3 separate regions of the Mus musculus genome follow, and all the other regions are linked to region 1. Evidence: chromatin contacts called from public Hi-C data. All regions are on one chromosome and are shown on one strand. The core of a region is the stretch at or near the end of the contact, and the rest is flanking DNA. Distances in the headings are between cores, read along the strand shown. Region 1 holds the start of Gclm (glutamate-cysteine ligase, modifier subunit). Region 2 has its middle 4.9 kb from the start of Gm43568. Region 3 has its middle 15 kb from the start of Gm33987.

Region 1 (4,175 bases), core at 143-2,642:
GCCTTCGACCCCAGCACCATAAATAGTAGTTCTCACTTACTGAACATTTATTATAAGCCAAGTACTGAACTAAGGACTCACCATACCTTCTCTTAGTAACTCATCACAACTACCTACCCAACGGCAGATCTGATGTCCTGTGGCCTCCAGGGGCCCTGAACGGTGCCCATAAACTCATGGAAGAAAACACACATACACACAAATAAACAATATTTTTGTATGTTTGTTTTGAGACAGAGTCTCTCTACCTAGCTCTGGCTGTCCTGGGACTCTCTATGTAGACCAGGCTGGCCATGAATTCACAGATTCACCTGCCTCTGCCTCCCAAGTGCTGGGATTAAAGGCGTGTGCCACCACCACCCGGCGACCACTAAGTTTTAACCAAATATTTACATGGACTTTTAAGAGAATATAATCAAAAGTCTAACAATGACCATAAAAAATTCATCAGAAGAATCAATTGTTTATATTTAAGTAAGGCCATGTGAGGGGCTGCTCCTGGGAAACCTCTTCTCCATGGATTCTTGCTCATTGGATGTGCACAAAGATGTACCCAACACCAGCCTCACTTTTTCTGGAACGATCTTCCAGCCTTTCCTATTTCTTAGTAGTTTACCAACTCAGATTCATGTTTCTTTTGAAAAGATTTTGCCGCCTTATAATGAAAATCTCACCTGGCTCTAACATACCTGACTGGTTTGTTAAAAAGTTTGTTTCCTGGGTAAAACTTTAATAAACGGTCAGTTTGCTATTATACCCAGCCATCTCCAGTGGGAATGGGGAAGAATCACGAACAACTTGTAAAAGTGTGAATCATAAAACGTTCTCTGTTACCATCTGTTCCTTATGCTTAACTGACCTGGAAACTAACTGCCCCGTGGTATTTTTATTGTTTAATGTTTCATGGGCTGAGGCCTTTCTCTCGAAGGATTAGGCTTCTGAAAGGGGAAAATTAAAGTTGTACTCTCTGGTTTCATACAGCACCAGCAAATAGGTAAATCAACACGCTGGAAGAAGAATGATCAGTTTGGGGGAAAGACTCTTGGGCAAAGCAAAGCAAAAGGAAAAAATAAAAATAAATTTAAAAAACAGAGCGGGGCGCGGGCAATGAGACACTCGCGCCATCGCATCAGCTCCTTAGACACAGAAGCAGGCACGCTCTCAAGGCCTGGGAGGATGGACCTCCGGCGGTCCTCTCGAAGAGGGCGTGTCCAGGGCCGCAGCGCGGGCGGCCATTGGCTGAGCGGCGCTCCCGGGCGCACCGTCAACTCTCACGAGGCGCTGGCGGCGTAGGCCGCGCGCCGCGCTCTGGCCGGCAGGGGGCGCACGTCCGCGCGCTGTTCTCCCCCGCGGCGCCGCCCGCTCCCGGCCGCCCGGCGCCACGCCCGCCGCAGGCCGAGGGCCAGTCACCCGCGGGCCTGCGCCCCGCCCCTGGCCCGCCGCGGGACGAGTAACGGTTACGAAGCACTTTCTCGGGTGAGGTTTCTGCTTAGTCATTGTCTTCCAGGAAACAGCTCCCTCGTTTCAGCGGCGGCGGCGGTGGCGGCCGCAGAAGCCGCAGCGACCGTCCGCGCCGGCGCCTCCCTCCCTTCCTTCCCTCCCTCCGGGACCGCCTCTCCGTCGCCGCCCGGCCTCCTCGGGCCCGAGCGCACACCGGGCTGTGGCCGCGCGGAGTCGGCAGCCTCGCGCTCTCCTCTGGGGCCTGGGGCACCGCCGCGCCCTGCGAGGCAGCCGTCTGCCCACTCGCCCGCCCGCCTGCCCGCCCGCTCGCCATCTCTCCGCGGCTCCGGCGCTACCCGGTCCCCTCCGGCGGCAGCTGCCATGGGCACCGACAGCCGCGCGGCCGGGGCGCTCCTGGCGCGGGCCAGCACCCTGCACCTGCAGACCGGGAACCTGCTCAACTGGGGCCGCCTGCGAAAAAAGTGCCCGTCCACGCACAGCGAGGAGGTGAGCACGGTGGGGGCCGAGGGTCTCCTCGAAGTGGGGACAAGCAGGGCTCTCCGGAGCTCGACCCGCTTCGGAGGTACCGAAGTGAGCTGGGTACTATCCCGGCTTGGCAGGTGCCACTGCGGGGCGAGGGGCGCCTCCGCCGGTCGGAGTTGATCGCACAACTCTTGAGGGCCACCGGGTCCCCTGTCTGGCTGGACAGAGCCACTGCAGCCCCGCGTCTTCATCTTCCGTCCCTCTCCCTTAGCCAAGGTAAAGGAAAGATAAAGGTTTAGTGTTTGGTAGATGGACTAACAATAGGTTTAACTTTGATATTGTTGACATTGCTTTCTCTATTGTACTGAATTTGGATTTGGGACAAATAACTTACTGGATGTTAACATTGTATTTGCTTCAAAACCATTAAAGAGGGGCAGGTGGTACACGCCTTTAATCCCGGCCCCTAGGGAGGCAATAGCAGTAGGATCTCTGAGTTCGAGGTCAGCCTGGTTTGTATATTGAACTCCAGGACAGCTAGGGCTACCCAGTGTCAGCCCCAACCCCCACGCCCCCAAAAAACCTAATGTGTAGTTGGAAGTGACAGATTAATCTAGAATTAAAATGTGTTATATTTGTGTTAATGGCCCATTCCTGAGCCAGTGGTTCTCCATGGACCGTGCAACTCATTGCAGAGGCGTATTGATAATATGGAACATGTATACTACTTAAAACAACAAAACAAGACAGATGTGCAATTATGTGTGGGGAGTAATAAGCTGGGTATGGTGGTGGGCTCTTCTAATACGCAGCCTCAGTGGGCTAAGGCAATAGAATGTAGAATTCGAGGCCAGCCTGGGCTACCATGTGATGAGGTCCTGGCTCAAAAAATAAATAAGATAAATGGAAACATTTTAAAAAAGAAACAGTTACACCTAGGAGCTATTTGACTTTGAGACTGTTTTCCCGGCTATAACTTTAACCTTGAGTAATATTCTCTCATCAAGTAGTTGTGGTAAGGAAAAGATGGGGTATGAAAATACTCTGCACACAACATGCTTGTTATCAACTGGATCATCAGAAAGGTAAACAAATCCTGGTTAAAGGCTACATTTCCTAAGTTAGGTCATATTGTAAGGTCGGTCTCAGTGGTCAGAGACAGACGGGCTTCTGCTCTTTTAGTGAGGCAGGCTCTACAAGAGCGCCTGGACTCCTTCGTTGTAAGTTGAGAGCCTTCACTGGTCAGATTGGGGAACCAGCTCCCTAGCCCAGCCTGTGCTCAGCTTCCAGCTGAGTTGGGCCGCTGTTTGAACTGCCCACTTGGCCTGTTTCTCTCAAAGGTGTCTCTGCATCTTGGCTTAGAGCCGTAGCTCCTCCCGGCACTGGGTTCAGTGTACCCTTTGCACCTTATCTCTCCACAACACACTGCAGTAGCTTGCAACGTTTGTTTGTTTTTAATGTTCTTATTCTTTGAGAATTTCAGTGCATTTTTCAACCATCATCATCAGAGAAGCGGTCAATGTTTTTTGACGGAAAATATTGCATTTTTTCATTCAGTTCACACGCTTCTGTTTCTCTTGTGTGTGTGTTTCAACATATTAGAAACAGGCTGCATAGAAAGGATATTACTAACCCTTGCATACTATGTGGGAGATGTTTTTTCTATCCTGTTGCACTTTGTAAACAATTGACTTTTTAAGCTGGGTATGGTGGCCAGGCCTTTGATCCCAGCACTCAGGAGGAGGGTCTCTGATACAGGGAGGGGTGTGTTCTGTCTGCTCTTAGAGACTTCTCTTCTGTGTGTGAGCTCAGAGGCCAGAGGTTGATGTCTGATATTTTCCTTTAGATAGGGTGCCTCACTGAACCCAGAGCTCAGGGATTGGCTAGACTAGCCTGTGTGTCTGTTCCCTCAGGCCCAGTACTGCCTACTGCCTCCTACCACTGTGCCTGGCTTTTCTCTGGGTGCTGGGATCTGAGTTCAGGTCCTCGCGCTTGTCTGACAAGCACTTCATCCCCTGGGCCGTATCCTCGGCCCGCAGAAAGAATTTTCTAACAACCAGAGATCAAAGTGGGATGTGCTATTTAAAACAGTTCAATTCACTTGAAGAGATTAAGGAAACTGGAAAACAAAACAAAAATAACCACCTTTTTCCCAAAGGCCTGATCATTTTTTTCTTATAGATTCTTATTTTTTGATTTTTTAAATTTATTTATTTTGATTTTATTTTTTATTTCCTTTTATTTTACGTGCA
Region 2 (4,484 bases), core at 1,811-4,310, 390 kb after region 1:
GGGGAGGAGGGATGGCAGATAGGGGAGGAGGGATGGCAGGCAGGGGAGGAGGGATGGCAGAGCAGAACCTGACACTCAAACTAGTCCTCCCTCCACTCTGGAGAGCGGATTTAATTTTCATGCCTGCTTTCTCATCTATCCTAATACACTTTATTTGTTTGTTCTACCTGTGACTTGGCATGAATTCTTCTCTTTTTCTTCTTATTTAGTTTTTATTCATAATCATAAACTTAACTTTGCAATCCAGCTAGACTTGAAGGGGAATGAGGAAAACATGGAACCCAAGAACTTCAGTGAGAGCAGAGATTACAGGACATTGCGAGCAGATGGGGTAGGGACGCTCTACTGAGCTACAGAAGGAATGGTTTGATGGGTAAAATGCCCACAAGTCAAAAGAAATTAGAGTTGTCCACAGTCGGAAATGGTGATCTTCTTGCTGGTCTTGCCATTCCTGGACCCAGAGCACTCCATTGCTTCAACATGACTTCTTTCACCTTCCCAGAGACCACATGCTTGCCATCCAGCTATTCGGTCTTGGCAGTGCAGATAAAAATCTGGGAACCGTTTGTGTTTGGTCCAGCATTTGCCATGGACAAGATGCCAGGACCTGTATGCTTCAGGATGAAGTTCTCATCCTCAAATTCCTCCCCGTAGATGGACCTGCCGCCAGTGCCATGTGGTGTGTGACGTCACCACCCTGGCACACGAATCCTGGAATAATTCTGTGAAAGGAGGAAGCCTTATAGCCAAATCCTTTCTCTCCAGGACTCAGAGCATGGAAGTTTTCTGCTGTCTTTGGAACTTTGTCTGCAAACAGCTCGAAGGAGATGCGGCCCGAGGGCTCATCATCGGCCGCGATGTCGAAGAACGAACATGGTAGGGTAGACCATGGCTGCAGCAAGCGGTGAAAAGTGGTCCCATATAACTGCCCTGGTTGGGATAAAAGAGAATGTTCTTGGGGGTGGGGGTGGGGTGGGGAGTGGCAGGGGGGTATCACTCCTCATCCACAATTTCCAAACTTAATTAGGGTTTTTGGCTGGGGCACCAGCTTAGGACCTTGAACACAGCAGGGAACTCTGCCACTGGGTTGTGTTCCCAGCCACTTCAGCTGAGATTCTAATTCCCATTTCAAAACCACTGTAACTCAGATCTCAGATATTTCTGAGGGAGTTGGTCTTCTCATTTATTTTATGTCACCTAGGTGGTCTCTAATACAAGGCATTCTAGTGAATGTTGGTTGGAATAAATTCCTGTGCAAGGCTCTCAAATTTAGCAGCTAAAAAGCCACAGAACTACCACTTGAATTCAAAGCTCAGAAATTGAAAGTGTTGCACAGAATGGATTTAAACAATTATGTACCAACTAATGATGGAGACACACCCTGAGAAATGTCTTATTGCATCGAAGTGCATTTATCCCAAGATGTCTACTAGCTGAAATCTTATACACCACCAACATAAACACAACCTGTGGTTCCCCACGACACTAGCATGTGCCCTAGGACTAGACTAAAATATCAGTTGTTATCTGAAATTCAAATTTAATAAAGAATCCTGATTTTTATCTGGAAATAACAAATACTTTATGCATTAAACCCCAGGGCTGAGGGCTTTGGAGTAGATTTATCTACACCAGGGATTTTGGACAGTTAATGGATCCTTGAAGTAGTTTGTAAACGGCGCTCGCTCCTTTGTTCGTTGTTTGAGACAGGGTTCCTTGTAACACAGGCGGCCTCACACCCACTCCATAGGGAACGACGATTTTAAACTCCTGATTATCCTGCTCCTGCCTCCCAAGTCCCAGAATTACAGACATGCACCAACAAGCCTGGCTTATAAAATATTTTTAATAGATGTGTCTGTCGTGCTTTTCCTGGGGAACAGAGGGGAGGCCTTTATTACTGATTCCTAATAAAGATTTAGAAATCTCTTGGAGAACTTTAATGAATTAAAAAAAAAAAATCTGACAAGGTTCAGAACAGTGAGTAAGGACGCTTTCACTTTTGTCTGGAAGAGGAGCTTGGGTGTGTGGCCACGCATATCTGTAGTCCAGCACCTAGAGAGTGAAGTAGCCTTACTATTCTCAGGTCAGAGACAGCCCCCGTGCAGAGTGAGTTCGAACCTAGCCTGAACTACAAGAGTGAAAGACCCTGTCTCAAAACTCCAAAAAAACCCCAAACCAAACCAACCAACCAAACAAACAAACAAGAAAGAATGAAAGAAAGAAAGGAAGGGAGGAAGAAAAAGGGAAGGGAAAAGGAGGGGAGGGGAGGGGAGGGGAGGGAAGGGAAAGGAAAGGAAAGGAAAGGAAAGGAAAGGAAAGGAAAGGAAAGGAAAGGAAAGGAAAGGAAAGGAAAGGAAAGGAAAAAGAAAAAAATAGGCCCTTAAAGACCACATAACAGAATGCTTTTGGAAGGGATGCACAGAAAACAGGGACGGAGGGATGAAGAGATTGAGCCGATCTTCCTGCCCTCTGCTACTCTTTTGTGCTAGCTGATTTTTCTCACAAGGTTCACGTTTTGTTTACTTAAAAGAGTTTGCAACTACAAAACAACAGTAATGAACCCTAGCAGTATCCAGGCCTCCCCCAGGGGCCCAGGGTGTCAGCATTTCTAATTCTTTAGTGTGTTGTGTTTAAACGTTAAGAGTACACACAGTTCCCAGGGGCATTTACCCAAACAAACAAACAAACAAACACAAATGCATACAACTTTCACTCAATACACACTATCCCTTGAGTCTCCCAGGAAAAGAGTCAAAAAGTAAACTGACTCTTTTCAGGCTGGGGCAGGGATGCTCTGTTTGGAACTTAAAACAGTCAAAGCACTCAGTGGTCAGCAGTGGGCAAGACCGGAAGTTCCTAAGGGGTTCAGTTGCAATTGCAGGCTCAGAACAGCAGACTCTTAATTAATGTTCTTGGCCACCAGAGCACGGCAAGAGGTAATTGAGCCTTTATTTATACCCCTAATAAGCGAGCTGCCTTTTCTCTGCTTGCACTGGGCAGGGCCAAGAATAACAACAGCCGGATGTCCTGCCACTCCTGGAGACTTCCCGTGTTCTGGCGACCTAAGAATCTGCCCAGCTTCAAGGTGACACGCCACCTGCTCTCACTGCTGCTTATTAACTCGCACATGCCATTTGGCTTTCTAAGATTCCTCGACGGGAAAGCCAGCTAGCGTGGCTTGAACAGCCCCGACCGGGATCATTGTTCTGGAGTTCACTGCAGAAAGGGTGTCTCTTTACTGGGACCTTTTTCCATCTCAGCAAAACTGGCAGCCAAGCGGTTCTTTGTAGGCAAACATGCAATCCGAGGAAACAAAACAAAACAAAGAACCTGTTTATGTGGACTGAAGAGGAGGCTCAATGGTTAAAAGCACTTACTGCACCTATAGAGGCCCTGAGTTTGATTCTCATACTCACACCAGGCAGCTCACAAACGACCTGTAACTCCCTCCCTCTCTCTCCAGTCTCTCTAACCTCCACAGGTACTCACATGCAGAAACCCACACAGTCACAGACACGCATACATATAATTAAGAATAAATAAATTAATAAAAAAATTTTTTTGCATACAGATTGTAAATAAATAAAAAAATTTGTGCACATAGATTGTTAAAGAGAAATCTGTTTATTACCTTTTCTTAGTGTTCTGGTTTGCCTGATGCGTCCAGAGGGAAGAAATGGCACAGATCACACGATGCAGTGCATTTGATTATATTCACAAAGCCAACTTGGACACTGCGAGGAGCCCATGCCCTAGAGATGCAGTGAATTTCTTTTGACAGCAATTCTGGGGTTCTTCGGTTTTTAAACTGGGCAATCTCTAGAGGCCATTGCTAAGTGTTTCGTGTATTCTTTGGGAGGTAGTGCTCTAATTCTCCCTCAGTAATCCTGAACTAGAGTCTAACTAGAGAATTCTTAAGATGGCGTTGGGGGTGTTGTTTGACCTGCTCGGGTTTGCTTTAGATGTGTCTGTGGTTTAGTGAGAGTTTAGTTAGATGTTTCAGGCTGGCTCAGAACTCAGAATTTTCCCATCTCAGCCTCCTGAATGCTTAGATTAAGGTGTGCCCTACTACATCAGACAAGCTATATATATGTGCATGTATATGTATATTTATATATAGTGTATATATCTACCATATATATATTAATTTGTGTATACAGATGTTCTGCCTACATGTCTGTTTCTTCACCATGTATGTGTCTGTCAAGGCCAGAAGAGGGTGTCAGATCCCCTGGAACTGGAGTTATAGCTAGCTGTGAGTTGTGAGCTGCTGAGTGGCTGTCAGGAATACACATGCATACACATATGAGTCTATGTGAACACATATATGCTGATGTTGGGTCCAGAGGTTGACATCAGGTGTGTTCCCTATCACTGTCCATGTTACTTTTTAAAATTAACTAATTTGTGTGTATGAGTATTTTGCATGTAAATATGTCTGGGCGCCCTATGGGCTACTCCCCTCTCCTCACGGTAGGAAA
Region 3 (4,140 bases), core at 432-2,931, 380 kb before region 1:
GAAGAGCTAGGCCTGTTCCTCATCAGCCATAAAGTGCAGGATCGTGGGAGAGATGACCTCCCCCCACCCCATCGCTGCCTTCAACAAGCGTGAGAACTGCCCCTCCCCCACATATACCTGCTGCAGCTCCACACCTCACTTGGGCAGCATATTAGAGCTGGGGGTGAAGGTGAGCTGGTCCCAAAACTGTGAGAGCAGAAGAGCTGGCCCTGGTGGTATGGGAGCAGGAGACCTTGTGGGTTGACCAACTCAGCTTCTACTGAGGCCAAGATCCAGGACTTTGAGTTAGCCCATTCCAACATCTACCTCATCTATGAACTGCTAGAGCATGTGAAGGGGCTTGTCCTGCAGAACCAAAGCTGCAGGATCTCCATGACATGGTAACAACGAGATAGCCAAGAGGACTCCCAGTGAGGATCCAGTATAGATAGCATAGCAGGAGCCAGAGGCCTTGATGAGACCAATGACTCGTTTTAACAAACATTTATTTGCAAGGAAAGTGTTTGGACAAAAGGGTGTACTGTGGGACACACCGTGACACACTACAGCTTCCATGGCGAGATGTGTTTTCTTTTGTGGGGGAAGTTGCAAGGGCAGAGGGTGGCTATGGAGAAACAGGGAGATGAGTGGGGCTGGGGTGCATGATGGGAAATTCACAAAGAGTCCATCTTTTAAAAAAAGTTTTAAAAATTATCATAGTCTCAGTCTCAAAATTTTAAGTTTCCTTTAGTTGCTTTCTAGATCCAGACTTAAAAATGCTTCTTGTTGTGCTGAAAACACCCCTATCCAATCTGCCGGTCCAGACCTCGAGATGAAGGGAAAAATGTTCATGTTTCTATCCTAAAGCCATCATTGAGTCCTCAAGTTCTTCATCCCCTTTGGGCTCTTCCTTGTCCAAAAAAAAAAAAAAAATGTGTCTTATATCAAATGAATGTTCACCTTCTATTACATTGCTAGTTTTTTCAGTTTTTGTTTTTACCGTGACTCAAAGGCATGTGTGTGCTCCAGCTGTTTGCAGACACCTGCTAACTGCTGTTTTCTACAGTGAAGAGAACAGACAGTGGTTGTGCTAATACCTGCTGTCCCTAGTCTGTATGTGTCCCTGCAGCAGATTCCTATCAGCTGACAGGAATTCTCATCCAGGAATCAACTGCATTGCACCAATTGCTTCAAAGTGGCCTGCAACCCTGATAGCCTCAAGTGGTCTTGCAAAACTGGCGAGCCCTCAACTTGCCCAACCAGTCCAGTCAAGTGAGGAGCTGGCTTGCAAACCGTGGCTTCCAGGGACCAACTCCAAAGCTGCCCTTTGATCTCCTTTGAACCTCTAGATCCTCTGGCAACTCAGCCCTGCTGGTCTCTTTCCTTTTTAGAATAATGTAATGCGCTCTGTCGCTCCAGGTTGTTTCCAGGTGAAATTAATTACCTAGCCTGACTGCCTCTGTTGGATTTTCTTCTGGTCTCCTACCATCACCGGCTGGTTTGAGCCCTTGCTTTGGACCAGTATTGCAGACTCCCATTTCTCTCAAGCCCCCAGTTGACAGGAAGCAGCTATAGAAGAGAAAGATTATGTCACCCTCGTCACCAACAAAAGGCTGGAATGTTAGGTCTCAGGAGTGCATCCACCTAGAAGTGAGCTCAAGCTGGGCTGTAGAAGGAGTTCTGGCAGTTATATAAAGGCCAGCCTTCCTCAGGAACTTGTGAAACAGGTTTTGCATCTCAGAGGTCCCTCCCCTCAGCTCCCCGGCCTACCCCATAATCCACATGACTTGTCTACCCCATGTTCTCTCGTGTTCTCTTCTCTCTTGCCTCTCTTTCAAACAGCCTTGGCCATGTCCAATCTGTTTTTCTTTCTCTCTAGCTCTTCCAGATGCTCTGGACATTGTCTCTCTCTTGCCTACAATAAAAACCTTTCACCTAATAGTATAGCCATATTGGTAGTTTTTATACTATGCCTCTATACATACACTTTCCATTCCCCAGTAGGATTCCCCTAGACCTCCCCCAAATAACAAGCTATTGCCAATCCTGTTGGCTACTCTCCAGAACTTGACATTAAGACCCTATCCCTGAAGAGGTCACAGAACAGGAAACAAAGCCAAGCTGGTACTCTCTTGGAAGCTTCCTTCATTCTTGAGCTTGCAATTATAGGCATGTGTCAACACATTCAGCATATACAGAATGTTATGCTAAAGACAACTCTAGAGAATCACTCAGTAAATGCTGGCTAGCGAAAATACAAGGGCTGTTGCTTTATTTCCACAGCATCCTGCAGTCTCCTTAGTGTTAAACTACTTCATTAAGAAGCCAGAAGAAGCTGGGTGTGGTGGTTCATCAGGAAGCAAAGGCAGGTTGATCTCTGAGTTTGAGGCCAGCCTGGTCTACATGATGAGTTGGCAGATAGCCAGGGCTACACAGAGGGACCCTGTCTCAAAAAACAAAACAAAACAAAACAAAAACAAAACAAACAAACAAACAAAAACCCAGGAGCATTCTCAGAGAGAGAAGCATCTAACATCCCTATTCTTCCTCCTCCTCCTCTTCTTCCTCCTCCTCCTCCTCCTCCTCTTCTTCTTCTTCTTCTTCTTCTTCTTCTTCTTCTTCTTCTTCTCCTTCTCCTTCTCCTCCTTCTCCTCCTTCTCTTCATCCTCCTCCTTCTTCTTTTAATTATTAGATATTTTCTTATTTACATTTCAAATGTTATCCCCTTTCCTGGTTTCCCTTCTGAAAACCCCCTATCCCCTCCCCCCTCCCTCCTCCCCCTGCTCACCAAACTTCCCACTCCCACTTTCCTGTCCTGGCATTCCCCTATACTGGGGCTTAGAGCCTTCCCAGGACCAAGGGCCTCTCCTCCCATTGATAACCAACTAGGCCATCCTCTGCTACATATGCAGCTGGAGCCATGAGTCCCTCCATGTGTATTCTTTGGTTGGTGGTTTAGTCCCAGGGAGCTCTGGGGGTACTGGTTAGTTCACATTGTTGTTCCTCCTATGAGGCTGCAAACCCCTTCAGCTCCTTGGGTACTTTCTCTAACTTCTTCATTGGGGACCTTGTGCTCAGTCCAATGGTTGGCTGAGATAATCCACCTCTGTATTTGTCAGGCACTGGCAGAGCCTCTCAGGAGACAGCTATATCAGGCTCCTGTCAGCAAGCTCTTGTTGGCATCCAGAATACTGTGTGGGTTTGGTGATTGTATCTGGGATGTATCCCCAGGTAGGGCCATCTCTGGATGGTCATTTCTTCGGTCTCCTCCTCCTCCTTCTCCTTCTTCATCTGATAAAAGAACATCACATTTTTAAAAATCTAAAGTAAATAACTTCTTCCAGCAAACGCACACACACACAAAATTTCCCAACTCCTTTGAGCATCCTTTTCATTAGCTCGCTATACAAAATTGTGACCCCTCTTGACCTTTCTCTTCAAAGTGTGGGGTAGAAAAGAGACTTCTGATTTTTATGTGATTCAAATTCAGGTAAGTGTTTGAGCCACCTGCTTACATTTAGAGACGTTTAAAGGGACATTCAGGTGTTCATAGTGCAAAAGATTTTAGGAGGCAAGACAAAATAAAGAAGCCGTCCCCGTTTAAACTTCCGGCAATGTCTCAAACGTTAAGTACAGTCTGTCTCCATTTCATTCACTAGCATTTACCTTTTGCTTCAGCCGTCTCTAAAGATGAGGTTTGCAATGTGACTTGTGTTCCTGCTTCTTCTGGGATGACCTCAAGCAGGTCATTGGTAAAGGAATGTTGCCCCACAGTGAGGCAAGAGTCTGCCCTGATTTAGTCAAACAGAGCCACCCTCCTGATAACCTCTGCCCCAGTTTCAGAATGTCTTTCACCTTTTCCCTCCTTGTTTTGACTCTTTAAAATAATATGGATTGTGTGTTGGTAGTAATGGGAAGGGTGGAGAATGGAGGGTTGACAGGGAGGATTTGCTCCTGGGCGAAGTCCAGCTTTTCTCGAAGTCACAGGTTGGGCAGAACGCGATCATCAGACAAGCTCTCTCAGTGGGGAGAGGGGTAGAGATTTCCGAGGACAAAGGGCAGGAGAGCAGAGGTGAATTGGTTGGCCTTGACTGGCAATTAAATGTCCCCTCCCCTCCCTTTCCGTGTAACCTTGGGATTATTGTTGCACTAATTAGTAAG

Evidence for each region. Hi-C and Micro-C count contacts between places; a contact is called where the count stands out from the background.
Region 2: a Hi-C map of nephron progenitors shows a contact between it and region 1, with 4 times the contacts expected there. The contact joins the enhancer-like site here to the promoter of Gclm in region 1. A contact is called at or near these places in 4 of 39 promoter capture datasets (the C10 cell line, hippocampal neurons, liver and 1 more), 3 of 15 datasets of contacts at CTCF or cohesin (the NIH/3T3 cell line, large pre-B cells and pro-B cells), 4 of 484 Hi-C or Micro-C datasets (embryonic stem cells and nephron progenitors), 14 of 115 datasets of contacts at active chromatin or transcription factors (the 230-238 cell line, astrocytes, embryonic basal ganglia and 8 more) and 2 of 9 other capture datasets (adipose tissue and macrophages).
Region 3: a contact with region 1 is called in a Hi-C map of uterus, with 1.8 times the contacts expected there. The contact joins the enhancer-like site here to the promoter of Gclm in region 1. A contact is called at or near these places in 2 of 39 promoter capture datasets (the 3T3-L1 cell line and embryonic stem cells), 1 of 15 datasets of contacts at CTCF or cohesin (the NIH/3T3 cell line), 3 of 484 Hi-C or Micro-C datasets (nephron progenitors, uterus and ventricular fibroblasts), 12 of 115 datasets of contacts at active chromatin or transcription factors (the NIH/3T3 cell line, acute myeloid leukemia, craniofacial prominence and 8 more) and 1 of 9 other capture datasets (adipose tissue).

The regions. Positions count from the first base shown.
Region 1 is chr3:122,244,165-122,248,339 of GRCm38.p6, forward strand. Gclm (glutamate-cysteine ligase, modifier subunit) reads left to right here and starts at 1,393. Exons shown (of 7, transcript NM_008129.4): 1 at 1,393-1,947. The coding sequence starts at 1,822. Gm46822 (a long non-coding RNA gene) reads right to left here and starts at 208. Exons shown (of 6, transcript XR_001783970.1): 1 at 1-208.
Region 2 is chr3:122,632,386-122,636,869 of GRCm38.p6, forward strand. It overlaps the pseudogene Gm5981. Among named protein-coding and RNA genes, the nearest start is that of Gm43568, 4.9 kb to the left of the region's middle. Within about 2 kb of position 3,061, at least 37 of the 459 cell types and tissues checked have an H3K27ac peak or open chromatin away from gene starts, as enhancers often do. A contact at or near this core is called in adipose tissue and nephron progenitors, where this site is marked.
Region 3 is chr3:121,863,615-121,867,754 of GRCm38.p6, forward strand. No RefSeq gene overlaps it. Among named protein-coding and RNA genes, the nearest start is that of Gm33987, 15 kb to the left of the region's middle. Within about 2 kb of position 1,682, at least 31 of the 459 cell types and tissues checked have an H3K27ac peak or open chromatin away from gene starts, as enhancers often do. A contact at or near this core is called in uterus, where this site is marked.